Linked DNA regions of Mus musculus: region 2 is linked to region 1. Evidence: chromatin contacts called from public Hi-C data. All regions are on one chromosome and are shown on one strand. The core of a region is the stretch at or near the end of the contact, and the rest is flanking DNA. Distances in the headings are between cores, read along the strand shown. Region 1 overlaps Zfp609 (zinc finger protein 609). Region 2 overlaps Trip4 (thyroid hormone receptor interactor 4).

The links. Hi-C and Micro-C count contacts between places; a contact is called where the count stands out from the background.
Region 2: a Hi-C map of liver shows a contact between it and region 1, with 1.8 times the contacts expected there. The contact joins two enhancer-like sites. A contact is called at or near these places in 5 of 15 datasets of contacts at CTCF or cohesin (CD8 T cells, the G1E-ER4 cell line, the NIH/3T3 cell line and 2 more), 127 of 484 Hi-C or Micro-C datasets (the AML12 cell line, B cells, the BV-2 cell line and 64 more), 14 of 115 datasets of contacts at active chromatin or transcription factors (the 230-238 cell line, CD8 T cells, the HPC-7 cell line and 6 more) and 3 of 9 other capture datasets (adipose tissue, embryonic stem cells and liver).

Annotation. Positions count from the first base shown.
Region 1 is chr9:65,758,175-65,765,566 of GRCm38.p6, reverse strand. The region is part of intron 2 of Zfp609 (zinc finger protein 609); the gene reads left to right. Among named protein-coding and RNA genes, the nearest start is that of Zfp609, 66 kb to the left of the region's middle. Within about 2 kb of position 5,371, at least 11 of the 459 cell types and tissues checked have an H3K27ac peak or open chromatin away from gene starts, as enhancers often do. A contact at or near this core is called in hepatocytes and liver, where this site is marked.
Region 2 is chr9:65,839,827-65,846,843 of GRCm38.p6, reverse strand. The region is part of intron 12 of Trip4 (thyroid hormone receptor interactor 4); the gene reads left to right. Among named protein-coding and RNA genes, the nearest start is that of Zfp609, 16 kb to the right of the region's middle. Within about 2 kb of position 1,798, at least 46 of the 459 cell types and tissues checked have an H3K27ac peak or open chromatin away from gene starts, as enhancers often do. A contact at or near this core is called in hepatocytes and liver, where this site is marked.

The sequences.
Region 1 (7,392 bases), core at 4,122-6,621:
TTAACCTACTTTATTCTGGTTGGAGCAGTAAGGATAGGTTACATATGGCCCAACAGGCATGTTCAGCTTCTTCCTATTCTGGCATGATTGTCACCTACAAAGTTCATGTTCTAGAACCTCAATTGAGTTACAAAAAAATTCACACAAAAACCAATGTTTTAAGTCTGCAGGTTTGTTTAGGCTGCATTCATTCATTCCTTGGCTGCTTATAGTCAGTAGGCCACATATTGAAAATACCTGATAAGATTTTGTCTTGTTAGTTTTCTGGTTTTTTGTTTTTTTTTGTTTTTTGTGTGTGTGTGGTGATGGTAGTGGTGGGTTTTCTATGCATACATGCAAGAATAGAATTACTCATAAGTAGCAGGAGGAAAATTAATTCACAATTGTCTATTTAATGAAAGTACTCTGATCAGAATTGTCTCAATTCTATCAGGAGTTTTCAGGAAAGTTCCACATAAAAGCCCCTGGCTCCTCACTTCTCCCTCCAGCTCCCATCTCACTGTACAAGTCTTGGCATCTGAATTTCTGCTTAAAGATCCTTTTTTTTTTTTTTTTTTTTTTTGATGTTATGTCTATATCTGTAGATATGCATGCAATGTGTGTAGAGTGCCCAGGGAGGCCAGAAGAGAGAGACCAGAAGAGGAAGGCATTTGAGCTTTTTTCAATACCTACAAGCACAAAATAGAAAACAGAGTATAGCCCTATAAACTTAGAAATGTTCCATGTTTTATGAGATCAGAGGTCAGGGAACTAGGAAAATGTGTTACTTTAGGGGCTAAGAGATGGCTCCGCAATTCTGAGTGTTACAATGGAGAGAAAGGAGAGAGTCAGTGAGAGAGGGAAGCTGTTAGTTTCTAAGTAATTGAGCTTTTGGACGATTGAATACGAACATTAGATATGTTAGAACGGATTCTGATCTAGATAGTTATTAAACCAGGTGCTTCCTTTTGAAACAGGGTCATACGTAACTCAAACTGACAGACAGACAGACAGATGGGCAGAGGGGGAGAGAGGGTGTGTCTCTGTGTGAGTGTGTGTCTGTGTCTGTCCGTCTCATTTTATTTGTGTGAATGACAACCTTTTGAGTCAGTTCTCTCCTACCTCATATGAGGATTGTTCAGCAAGTACTTACTCCTTAATATTGTAAACTATTTTAATGTGAGACTTCAAAGCTGTAAAATTTTCATTTTAGAACAATGAAGTGTTTCTTAATTAGAATGTTTGTTTTGTAAGAAAAGATCTGTTGGTTTAAAGATGGACTCAAAAGGTTTTGGAAGCTGGAGAGATAGCTCAGTTGCCTAACTCCAGCTCTGGGGAGTGCCACACCCTGGCCTCCATGGGCATCTGTACTCACATGCATATACCCTCACACAGAGACAGAATAAATCTTTATATTTTAGAAAGGGTAATGGTAGTAAGACTTAAGACCTGGGCAGAAAAAGTGGAAGGCTACAATTAACCTTTGGGTTAGTCAGCAAGGAATGAAGGTGAGGAGGGACCACTGCAGAGATTAAAAGTGGCTGGTGACAATAAGCAATGGGTAAAGAAGATTGGCTGAGCCACAGAGAATGCGCAAAGAAAGGAAAGCATCATTGCCCAGTCAGGACTTGAGATGCCCTGTCTCTGAGCATGTACAGCCTTGAAGAACGATGGGTGTGGTAGTGTGAACCTTTAGAGGATCTCAGTAGGACTGGAGAGATGGCTTAGCAGCTAAGAGCACTGGCTGCTCTTCCAGGGGTCATGAGTTCAATTCCCAGCAACCACATTGTGGCTCACAACCATCTATAGGGGGATCTGATGCCCTCTTTAGGCAGACAGATATATATGCAACAGAGCACTCATATATTACATAAAATTTTTAAAAAGGAAGGAAGAAAGACAGACAGACAGACATAAAAAGAATAGAGAATCTCAGTATCTGGTTAAAAAAAGATGGGCATGCATTGCATTACTACGATGTGAGATTGATGTGAGATTCCCTTCAGTTTTTAAGGGTATAAACTCCATAAGAATATAGACTACATCCATTTTGTTTCTGGCACACAGTAGTTGCTCAGTAAATATTTATTGAATAAATGAATTAGTTTGACCTTTTCCAGTGCTCTGTGTCTTCACAGATAAATCATTTAATATTCTACCTTTCTCCCCTGTTCACCTTGTTGTGCTGAAACAAGATAGGTAATGATGTCCACAATGCAACACAGATTAAAGCAGGCTACACTGAAGTTCAGATGACTAGCAGAGAGTGCAGACAAGAAGCGTCTGGAGACAGATCTCACAGGAGATGCTGTTTTAGAGCTCAGTAGCCATCTACTCCTAAACTTAGCCTGCTGCTTATCTCCCAAGTCTTTGTTTTGTTTTCTTTTTAGCTGGGGATCCTTTGGCTTTCTGTAGCATCAGATGCCATTCCATTTAAATAGTTTATTTATTGTCCGTGTTCCTTTACTTATATGGGGAAACCCTTATATACAACTCCTAAAATCAGACTGCTTCCATACTCATGATTTAGATCCTAACACAGAAAACTCAGGCCCTTCTTTACAGGGGATTGTCTCTTAAATTTTCCGCCCATCTGTGTACATTATGCACAGTTTTAGAGAAGAGGAGGAAAAGAACAGAGATGGAAAAGATTTTGCAGTGAGATGCCAGGGAAAAGGAATAAAAATAGATGAGATGACGGCGGGGCAAGGCAGTAGCTCAGTATTTCAGAGCACTGTCTGTTCTTTCCGAGGATCCAGGTTGGAGTCCCAGCACCCCTTGGTGTCTTATAACTGTATGGAACTCCAGTCCCAGGATATCCTGTGTTCTCTTCTGGCCTTTACAGCCACTAGACAAATACTTGGTGCACAGACATACATGCAGGCAGGCAGAGCATCCATAACCATTTAAAATGAGAGAGAAAGATGGTTATGAAGAAGAAAAAAAAGCCTATGAAGAAGAAATTGGGTTGTTATTGTTGTTTTTCTTTTGAAATAGGCCCTCATTGTATAGTTCAAGCTCAAACTCACAGTAATCCTCCTGCCTCAGACCCTTAACAAACATGAACCACAATATCTAGGTTAGGACTTTTAATTCACTAATTTAGAGGAACAAAGAATAGGACACAGATGGCTGAAGCCTACAGAATGTACACATAAGTACATTTTTTTTCATGGAAATTTTTGGCTTTGTATGAACTTGTGAGCTTCCACAGGAACATGAGTGTAGGCCACTGTCACTGATGCTATATTTTAAAGTCCCCTAATAACTCAACTAATAAAAACTCTGGTTTTTACCTCCCAGGTGCTAGGGTTCCAAGCCTGCTCTACCATGCCCAGTTTAAGCCGTGCTGGGGATTGAACCTAGGGTTCTGTACATCGTAAGCCATCACTATGCCAGCTGAGCTGCACCCTTAGCACTACACAAAAATAACTTAACCAAAGGCCACAGATGCTACACATCTGACTGTGACTGACTGTTTAATTGCTCGTCCCTGCTGTCTTACCAGTCATGCACCGTCCACATAGACATTTTTTTCCTTGCCTCAATTGGTCCCTTAACCCAGTTGCTCCTCCCTGGTACATGACATATTCAGGAACCACCTAGAAGTGAAAATGACACATAGAAACTGTTTAGAACAGAGCTAGGGAGTTAGCTCATTTGATAAAGTGCTTTCTTCCAAGGCCTAAGAACCCAAGTCTTGCTCCAGAAGTGGAAAGGCTTGGTGTAGTTTCACACGCTTACAATCCCTGTACTGAGGATTTCATATCAACCTTCACATATACATTCAAAGAGACTTTGAACATAAAGCTAGAAAAGGGGTGAGAGTTAATTTATCACCCAGGACTGTCATTTCAACATGGCTCATCTCACTGCCGTGCTTGGCCCCTCTGTCATTTAGTGTGATGGCACCATTACATAAATGTAACACCCACAGGAGACTCAGATTTTACTCCTAAACAATCAGAATACAGCTACACCCGGTTTTTGAAGTTCCTGCCTGAGCTAAGTCTCATACATTAGATTAAATTCTGGCATTTTACTAATGATGCTGGACAAGTAGGAGTCAGGCTTTGTCTCTTGGCAGTAATGTAAGAAACAGCATAATTGAACTGTAACCTGAGTTTTCCATTTAAAAGCAGAACCTGCCAAAACCCAACAATCACAAGCAGGTAGTGTATGTTTGGGTACATGTCTGTGTCTGTCTGTCTATCTGTGTCCAGAGGGACACAGAATACTTACTATACAAAGTAAGAGATGAGCTTACTTGTGGTATCTAATTATCTAAAGAAGAGAGTAGCAACCTACGTTTTAAAGAGTTATGAAGACAATTCCAAACTAGTACAGGAAGCAAATGTATGTTCTCATAATGATTGATTGCTCTACTGACACCAAGAAGAGATGTGCTTTGGTGAGAGAAGCTGCTTGTGTGACCCATTACCTCGAGATAATTATAAAAGTCACTTGTATATTGCATGTTGAGCTACTGCTTCCCTGGTCTCCTTAAGTTGTTGGGCCATTGTTATAAGGGAGAAGTTGAGGTCAGTAAATTTAGATTTTTCTACATTACTGGAAATAAAAGGCAGTTTTATGTGATTTGTCTGGTGTGGGGGGGGTGTGCACACGCATTTGTGTGTGTGTGTGTGTATGTGTGTGTGTGTGTGTGTGGTCTTTGAGTTCCAGAGCAGCTCATCTCCACCTCCCATCTTGTCCTAGTAATATATTCTAAGTAGATGACCATGATGACAGGACAGCTGACTATTAAGAGACAAATTCTAGCTGTCTTGCTCTACCTCCCATTCCCTCTCCCTCTCACCCCCTTTCGTTCTTTTTTTGGGTTTTTGGTATGTACGTATTTATTGCAACTGTTTTAATTCTAAATTGATGGCAGTGACTCAAAGGACACTGTAGGTATCTTAGGTGGAAACAGTTAATGTGTGCACTGAAGAAGCAGAACACAGCTGTCTCCACAGCAGACCTGCAAAGCCATTGATCTTGGTTTTGTGCACTGCGCCTCACTGTCCCTCTGCTGCAAGACCGCAGTTGTTTTCATCAAGCCATTTTCCTCTTGTAAATAAAAGGTGGTGTGTAATTCATCATAGCCCAACATGAGTGAGCAACAACCAGATGCCACCAGAAGATCCTCCCGGCTTCTCAGTCCTTCCTAGGTGGTTTGTGCAGGACTTGTCCCAGTTTCACACCAGGTAGATGAAGGAACTGTCTCATGAAGGGATGCACGTGGGGAAGTGTACTGGCAAGCTATCCCAGCAGCCACAAAAGCCTTAGGTTTTTCCCACAGCACTTCGGAGTTCATGCTGTTGACATAGTGTCTTCATAGTCCACATATGCAATGTTTATCGTCCTTGGCTTAGAATCGATTTCAAAGGAGACCTGGCCTGCCCCACGTGTCCGCAACTGCTCAGCTGCTGCTCGTTCCAGCACCTGCTGGGCATAGTGTGCCAGTGAGGAAACTTGACCACCACTTAGAATACGTGCTTTGTTTGCTTGCTTCTAAGACAGAGTTTCTCTGTGTAGTCCAGAACTCTCTCTGTAGACCCAGCTGGCCTCACACTTAGACATCTGCCTGCCTCTGTCTCCTAAGTGCTGGGATGAAAGGTGTACGACACCACTGCCCAATGTCTCTATTCTCTTTTGAGTTTCTCACAGTGCCCAGGCTACAGCGTCAAACTCCTTATGTAATGAAAGCTTTCTGCCTCTACCTCCCAGGTGCTGGAATTACAAATGTGAAAGTGTGAACCAACACACGTGGCTTCTGGCTATGTCTTGAAAGTCTAGTTCATGAACATAGTTTAGTAGAAAGAATGATGTAATTGATTCACAGCTTACAATTAAATGTGAGTAAAGGAAACATATCTGAAAGGAAATGAAGAAAGGGTTAAAAGGGAAGCTCTTCAGCTGCTAGTGAGGAGAGTTGGAGGACAGGGCTTCCTGGCTTTACCTGAGCCAACCTGACTGCAGCCCACTGAGTGTGAACTGCTTTTCTAGAGCTGGTGGAGAGAGGTTAGACCACAGAGTATAGAACTCAGGTGTGTGGAACCCATTCTGCTGGAGGCTCGGATCAGCTTGCAGGTTTGGGTATTCCCTCGACCACACTGAGAGGCAGGGAGCCTGGCGCAGCTGATAGAACAGAAGGCTTCAGTGCTAAGCTTTGGGAAATTTGACTCAGGGTGAAAAATCAGAATTCTCAGAAGCGTGTGTTAGCTTCTGCTGCATATTCATAAGAAGTAGAGGATTGGAAAGGAGCGGATTAAAAAGAGTTGTGAGAAACTTTTTATAGATATATATTTACTGTTAGACATTTATTTCATGTATGAGTGTATGTCTCTGTATCATGTGCATCCTGAAACTAAAGTAATGGGAGGAAGGTGCTGGGAATCAAACCTGGGTCCTTTTCAAGAGCAACCAGTGCTCGTAGCCATTGAACCATCCCTCCAGCCCCAGAAGAAGTATTTATAAACAATACATTTTAAATAAGTATTTTAAACGCCTAGTACTTTAATTTTTATTTTATGCATATAGGTTTTTACCCACATGTTTGTCTGTGTACCACATACATGTAGGTAGTACCAGGCCAGAAAAGGACATTGGATCTCCTGGGACTGTGCCTGCAGATGGTTGTGAATCCCAATGTGGGTACTGGAAATCAAACCCAGGTCCTGGGATAGCAACCAGTGATTTCTCTTAATGGTTGACAGTCTCTTCAGCCTCCTTTTAGAGATTTAAAAGCAGGTATTTATTATCAGTTCTTTTAGTAGTAGATTCGTACCTCCTTTAAAGAGACTAGTAGTCAATTGAAAGCTTTACCAAGACAATTTTCCAAACATTGTGGATTACATAAAGTTTTAAACATATAGAAAAGCTGAGAGAAGTAAATGCATGACCTCATACCTAGATTGAAAAGGTAGTTCTGTCATATTTACTTTACACCTGGCACATAGTAAGAACAGTTACTGTTACTGTCATCCCATAAGTGAGGTATTGTTCTTGTTCCTTTACAGATGGGAAAGCTGAACAAGAGAAGTTAAGTCAGGAACCTGGACTGGATTCAGATCTGTGCTGTTGAGTCTTTATTTGGTCAGAAATGCTAAGGGATGTTGATAGCTGTTTTGCTGCAAATGTCCCTCGAGAAAGTGACATTTAAGCTAGAAAGGAATGAAGTAGGCAGAAGGCAGACCCGTGAGGGCATCTTGGGAAGTATTGCGTTACCAGTTTGCATGATGACTTCATGAACTGCAGAATTGTTTACATCACTTACTGATCCCAGCCGGGGGAGGCACTGCCCTGAGTTTAAGGCCAGCCTGGTCTACATCTCGAGTTCCAAACAGCCAAGGCTGTTTGTTCTACTATCCCCCTGTACCCCACCCCCACCCCGACAACCCCCCCAAAAAAAGA
Region 2 (7,017 bases), core at 549-3,048, 85 kb before region 1:
ATCTACAATGGTGTCTGGCTTATACTAGGCACCCAAATATTTATTGATGAGTGGATAATTATATAAGTAAATATTTTTCCTTCCTTCCTTCCTTCCTTCCTTCCTTCCTTCCTTCCTTCCTTCCCTCCCTCCCTCCCTCCCTCCCTCCGTCTCTCTTTTTTTTGAGGCAAGATCTCACTATGTAGTCTTGGCTGGCCTGGAATACATACAGATCTATCTGCCATTGCCTCCTCAGTGCTGGCATAAAAGGCCTTCATTGCCACTGCTGGTATGTAAGGAAATCTAGGAAATTTATGTTCATTGTCAAGTAAAGAGCTATTGAGCTGGCAAGATGGCTCAGTGTTGACAAAGGAGTTTGCTACTAAGCCTGACATCTGTGCTGCTTAGATAGTAGTAGAGATTTTTTTGTTTGGTTGGTTTTCATTTTGTTCGTTTCAGCCCAAGGTTTCTCTGTACAGCTCTGGCTGTCCTAGGAAAAACTAGCTCTGTGTACCGGGATCCACTTGCTCCTACCTCCCTTCTGAGTGCTCGGGTTAAAAGCATGCCAGCCTAGTGCTTTGATGCTCTTAAATCAGAGCCTGATTCATAGATTATCTAGTTGTGTCCCTTCTCCCCAGCAAATATATATTCTTGTTAGTGAATTGTTTTCTTTGCTTTCATTTATTTATTTACTTTACATCCCAATATCAGCCCCCCTTCCCCTCCCAGTTCCCCTATATACAGCTCTTCCCCCATTTCCCCCCTCCCCTTCTCCTTCGAGAAGAGGAAGAGAGACCCCTGGGTATTATCTCACCCTGGCCCATCAAGTCACTGCAGGACAAGGTGCATCCTCTCCCACTGAGGCAAGACATAGCAGCCCAGTTAGGGGAATGGGATCCGCAGGCATGCCGTAGATTCAGGAACAGCTCCTGCTCCAGTTGTTGGGGAACCCACATGAAGACCAAGCTGTGCATCTGCGTGTGTGTGGGGGGGTATGGGGTGTGGGGGGGTTGGCTGGGGGTGAATTGTTTCTTAAGTGTTTGCTTTTGCTATTAGTCATCAGGAAACAGGAAAAAGATTTTTATAAGTTATAGGCTAGAGCTATAGTTCATTGATAGTGCTTGGCCAGCATGTGCAAGGCCCTGTTTCAGGCACTACCACCACACACACAGACATGGCCACACACACACAGTGCAGTGTGTATATATGCAATTCACCTGGGGATCTGTTGGGAAGAGTGACATAATTAAGAAGTTATTGATCATTTTAACAAAAGGATGAAGTGGGGCCTTGCCGAGTTGGGCAGAAATTTTTATTTGGCTCTAAATCAGTAGTAGTTGCCAAAAGGTACTAACCTTTTTCCTCTCTGTTTGGAAAATGACAAAACAATGTTTTCTAAATGACTGGTGAGCAGTTTCCCCTCAGAGGAGAAGAAATAGCTGTTTGGCAGTTAATTACTTGTTATGTTAGACAGCTATGAAAGTTATGAGGCATGAAAGAGAGGTAGGCCCACCTCTGCTGCTCCTCGGGCTGGAACTCGTGATAAAAGTCTCTACAGACCAAAATAAAAGCACCTGCCAGAGTCTGTGCCCAAATTTGGATTGTTCCTTGATTATAAAGCTCATATTTCCCGACCTATTTATTATGCTCTATCAGTGACCCTTAGCTTAGCATCTAAACTGGATGTGACATTAGAGTTTATTTGTGTTCATTACCCTTGCGAATTGATTCTTGCTGAGCCGCTGCAGTTGCTGCTTTGTAAATCTCAGACCAAAGATACAAAGCCTTCTTTCCCTCCACCCCTCCACAGTGCTGGGCATTGAACCAAGGGCATTGTGCATGCTGATCGATCACCTCTGAGCTACAGCCCCAGCCTTGCTTATACTTTACTTTAATACAGTCTCAGTAAGTTGCCCAGGCTCTCTTTAAACTCTCTCTGTAACTTGTGCTTGCCTGCCTCAATCTTGCCAGCAGCTGGGACTAGAGGCCCACATTACCGGGCCAACTAAGCACTGCTTAGTGTGTAATGTGGCCCTTCGTGTCCAGACCTCAAGGGCAAGGGTTATTATATTCTTGAGAGATACAAGACTTATCCAAATGGACTTCTCTTTAGACTTCTGCTTTGTTCCTCATTTCTGTTTCTTGTGAACACTCTCAAGTTCAGTGGAAGTTGTGGTAAAAGGCTCATGATCCCAGCTGCTGGGACGGTGCCAACAGCATTCAACAACTATTCATTGATTGCCTAATGTATGTTGTGTCTGATCCTAGCAGAGAGAGGGGCAGAGAACATCCGGTGCCTTCCTCTATCAGTCTCCTTACTTTCTGAGACCATTTTCCACTGAACTTGAAGCTTCCTGTACTTGAGCCCTGTTTTTTTCACAGCAGATGCTCTTAGGCACTGAGCCATCTCCTAGCCCTCCCTCCAAGGGTGGGTGTGGGAATGTCTGCCCTTTTGAAGCTTTCATCTTAGTGAAGAGAAGCAAAAAATATAAATATATGTTATCAGATCATGGTAAGTACTATGGAAAAAGATAAGGTAGGAAAGAAGTTCAAAGTGCTAAATTTATAGGGTAATTGGTGCTGTGATTTCCTTATGTTTTCATTATTTATTTTTGTTGGTGCTGATTATTGAACCAGAGCCTTGTGCATTCTTGGCAAGCAGCAAGCACTCTACCGCTGATTTTTAAATAGTGGGGTCGGGAGAGATTTATGTCAGAATTGACATTTGAACAAAGTCCTGAAGGAAGAACAAGATGAAGCCATGTAATAGGGCTTTGAAACATTCTAGGAAGCCAGGTACAGAGGCAAACTCAACTTCTGACGAATTGAGTCACAGCCTCTCCTTTTGGGACTTTGAAAGTGAATGTGGGGTTTAGAGAAATTTAGCAGTATAAAAGGTTTCTAGACATGCAAGTACCAAAAATGAATTCAAATTCACATGAATATAGCTGTTTCTGGCAAACCTCATCCAAGGCTGTGTCAAATAACTTCACCAGAGCCTTGGTACACAGTTTGCATTATGCTTGTCACAGTACACAAGGTTGACCAGTGCTGCCTGGGTCTTCTTGACTCAGACACCAGACTGCTCTCTTCTGAATTGCTGTGCTCTTACTAGCCATACGAAATGGTTTGGCTTTTTTTTTTTTTTTTTTTTTTTTCTGTTTTGGAAACACTTTAATTATGAAAAATAAAAACCTTGTTTTTTTACTATCATTTCTCAGCAAATGAGTATCAAATTTATGTTTCTTTGGATGGTGTATAAATATTCATCCTATTGCTTGTTTGAGTTATCTTGAGTTTCACAGAAAATAGAGCAATATTTTTTATTTAATTTTATTTATATTTGATTTTTTAACTATTTATTTATTTATATGAGTACACTGTAGCTGTCTTCAGACACAACAGAAGAGGGCATCCGATCCCATTATAGATGGTTTTGAGCAACCATGTGGTTGCTGGGAATTGAACTCAGGACCTCTGGAAGCAGTCAGTGCTTTTAACCTCTGAGCCATCTCTCCAGCCCCCAAGAAATATTTTTTAAATGTATGTTTATGTGTAAGTATGTCTTGTGTGTGCAGGTACCTAGAGGCCAGAAGGGGGCATCAGACCCCCTGGAGCTAGAGTTACAGGCAGTTGAGTTGCCTGATATTGGTACTGGAAACAGATTCTAATCCTCTGAAAGAGCAGGAGGTACCCTTCACCCCTAACCAAGCTCTCTAGCACCTAACCTTAATTTTTAAACTTTTATTTTTATTGTGATAAACCTTATATAAGATACTTTTCCATTTTAAGCACATTTATGTGTTATGGATCAGTGACATTAAATATATTGGAGTATAGTTACCATCACTACCTAGTATCCTAACTGCCAACCTGCACCGATTAAATCATTACTTGTTTCCCCTCCCCTTTTAGTCCCTGGTATAACTACTATTTCACTTTTTTTGTTGGGGGAGGGAGGCTTGCTTTTTGAGACAGGGTCTCACTATGTAGCCCTGGCTGTCCTAGAACTCATTCAGTAGACCATGCTGGCCTCCAACTCACAGAGACCCACCTGCCTACCTAGTGCTGGGATTAAACTATGCCCAGCTACTTATTTTCATTTTTAAAAATGTTTCATTTCTGTTTTAAATTTTGAGTGTATGTATATGTACTACCTATGTACAGGAGCCATGAAAGTCAAAAGAGGACATTGGATCCCCTGGAACTGGAGTTATAGGCAGTTGTGTGCTGCCTTGGTGCTAGGAGCCAAACTAGGTCCTATCTCTCCAGCCCCTCTCCTTCCTCCCTCCTTCCCCCCTCCTTCCCTTTCCCCCTTCCTTCCTTCCTTCCTTCCTTCCTTCCTTCCTTCCTTCCTTCCTTCCTTCCTTTCTTCCTTCTTTCCACCATGTGTGCTTGCATATGCTCAAGCATGTAAGTCATGGTGTATGTGTGGAGGTTATAAGGCAACTTTATAGAGGTAAGAGGGCATCTAGTATCTTCGCTACATTTTTTTATTTATGGACAGCCTTTTGCTTGCTAAGTGCCTTTACCCTCTTAGCTAGCTAACTGGTTCCTATTTTACTTCCTATCTGTGTGGCTTTGCCTGTTCTAAGTACCTTTTTAAGTAGAATCATGAAGAATTTATCTTTTTGTGTCTTATTTCATTTATCATATTTCCATAGTTTTCGCATCTTATAGAATGTCTTAGCATTTCCTGTCTTTCTCAGACTGGAAAATACTTTGATGGAGATAGATTCTTCATATTTTTTTATTCATCAGTTATAGCACTGTTGGTGTCGCTTAGAACATTAGTGTGCAAATACCCATTTGAGATTCTTTTAATTTCTTTTCTGTTGCTGGGGATAATGATAATTCTCTGCTGAACCTTCTAAGGAGCCTTCAAACTATTTTCCACTGTGGCTGTGGCACTTTACATCACATCAGCAGTGCAGAGGGGCCTGGCGCCTCATACCTTCGCCACCTTTTCATTAGGCCATCTTAGTATGAAATGGTGTGGCGATTTGTGTGTGCATATATATATATATATATATATATATATATATATATATATATGTATGTATATATATATATATATATATACACATACATATATATATATATATATATTCCTTGTGCGTGGAAATGTCGTGGGGCATATGTCACAGTGCATGCTTGGAAGTGAGAGACCAACTTTCTTTATCTGGAGTTGTTCTCTCCTACTGTGTATATTGAAATCAGGGCATCAGGCTTACCAGCAAGTGCCTTGCCTTGCTGAGCCATCTTCCTTGTGTTTTGATTTGCATTTCCAGGACCTTGGAAAATCTTTACAGATAGATTTCTATTACTCACATTGAAGGAGAGCAACAAGCTTGTAAATACAACTAAGGCTGGAAGATGAAAAACAGCCAAGAAAGTAGGAAAACTAGGAAGAAAATGATATCCTAGAAGTTAAGTGGGGACCATGTTTAAGACAGAGCTATAGACATTTCTGTCAGGCTAGGGATGTAGCTCAATGCTAGAGCATTTGCTTACCATATGGGAGACTTTGGATTTGATCCCTAACACCATAAAAATATATATGCTAAATAAATGGGCTAGCCAGGTGTGATAGCACATCCCTAATTTAATCCCAGCATTTACTGGAGAGGCAGGGACAGCCTGTCAAATTCTCTAGGATAGCATAATTAAGATAAAAACCAAGAGCTGATCATTTAATTTAGCAGCATGGAAGTCAGCAGTGACCTTTACAGGAATAATTCTATAGCAAATTAAAAATAGCTGGGTATGGAGGTACATATCTTTAATCTCAGCACTCCAGAAACAGATGGACTTCTGTGATTTGGAAGCCAACCTGTTCTACATAGTGAGTGCCAGAACAGTCAGGGCTATGTAGAGAGACTCTGTCTCAAACAAACAAACAAACAAACAAACAGGGTAGAGGTGTGCAACACAATCATGATCACCTGAGTTCCATCACCACGTAAAAAGTCAAATGTGGTGGCTCACATCTTCAGGCACAGCACCAGCATTCCTAAGGTGAGAGGAGAGAAGAAACTTAGGAATGCAGTAGAAGTAACAGAGATCCTGCCCTGAAACAAGGTAGAAGGCAAGAACCAGCTCACAAAATCTTGTCCCTTGGCCTGCACACATTGGTATTGTTTAGTTCTTCTTCAACTTTTTGAGAGGTAATCCTCTTGGAACCTGGAGCTCACAGATGTAACTGGGCTGCTCAGCCAGTGAGCTGCATGGATCCTACCCCGCTCAGTGTGCCTACTGATTCATCCTCCTGACTCCTCTACTGCGAATATTTTCATTTTGTTAATGAGTATGTTATTGGTGTCTGATGGTTGATACTGTTTATATTTTCTAAGAATACATGCCACATCTGCCTCACTAAAGGCCATCATGTATGCATAGGACCAAGAAACTGAGAAATCCCCTTTGTTTTTTCCACTGCATCACTTACATTCATCAGTGTGGTCAGTAAATAAATTTAAGTATTTATGCTTCTATTATTAGTTATAGACAAATTTGAATATTCTAACTTTTTAAATTATTTTTTTCTCTGTATAATTTGGACTGTTAGGATTTATCTTGCTTTGCTTTGTTGAGACAGAGTCTCATTAGGTAGTTCCAGCTGACCTAGCGCTCTCTATGTAGACTGTGTTGGCCTCCAACTCACAGAGACCAGCCTGACTCTGCCTTCTGAATGCTGGGATTAAAGACTTGTGCTAAGTCTTCTTCAGCCCTGGTTTTTGTCATGTAGCATAGACTGGCCTCAAACTTCCTGCATATCCCAGGCTGGCCTTAAGTGCATCATCCCCTTACCTCCATTTCCCAGCTGTTAGACTGCAGGCATGAGTCACCATGCCCAGCAAGACTCTTGGCTCTTCTTGTTTTGTTTTTAATACTTTCAGATTTGAGAGGGTAGGTCTTAAAAGGTGACTAAGAAAATAAAGAAAATAAAGTTCTGTTTTTCATAATAGTTACTGGGAAAAGAGCTTTTGTGGTAATGAAGTGTGACCAAGATGCCTATCAGTCACTTATCAAACATGC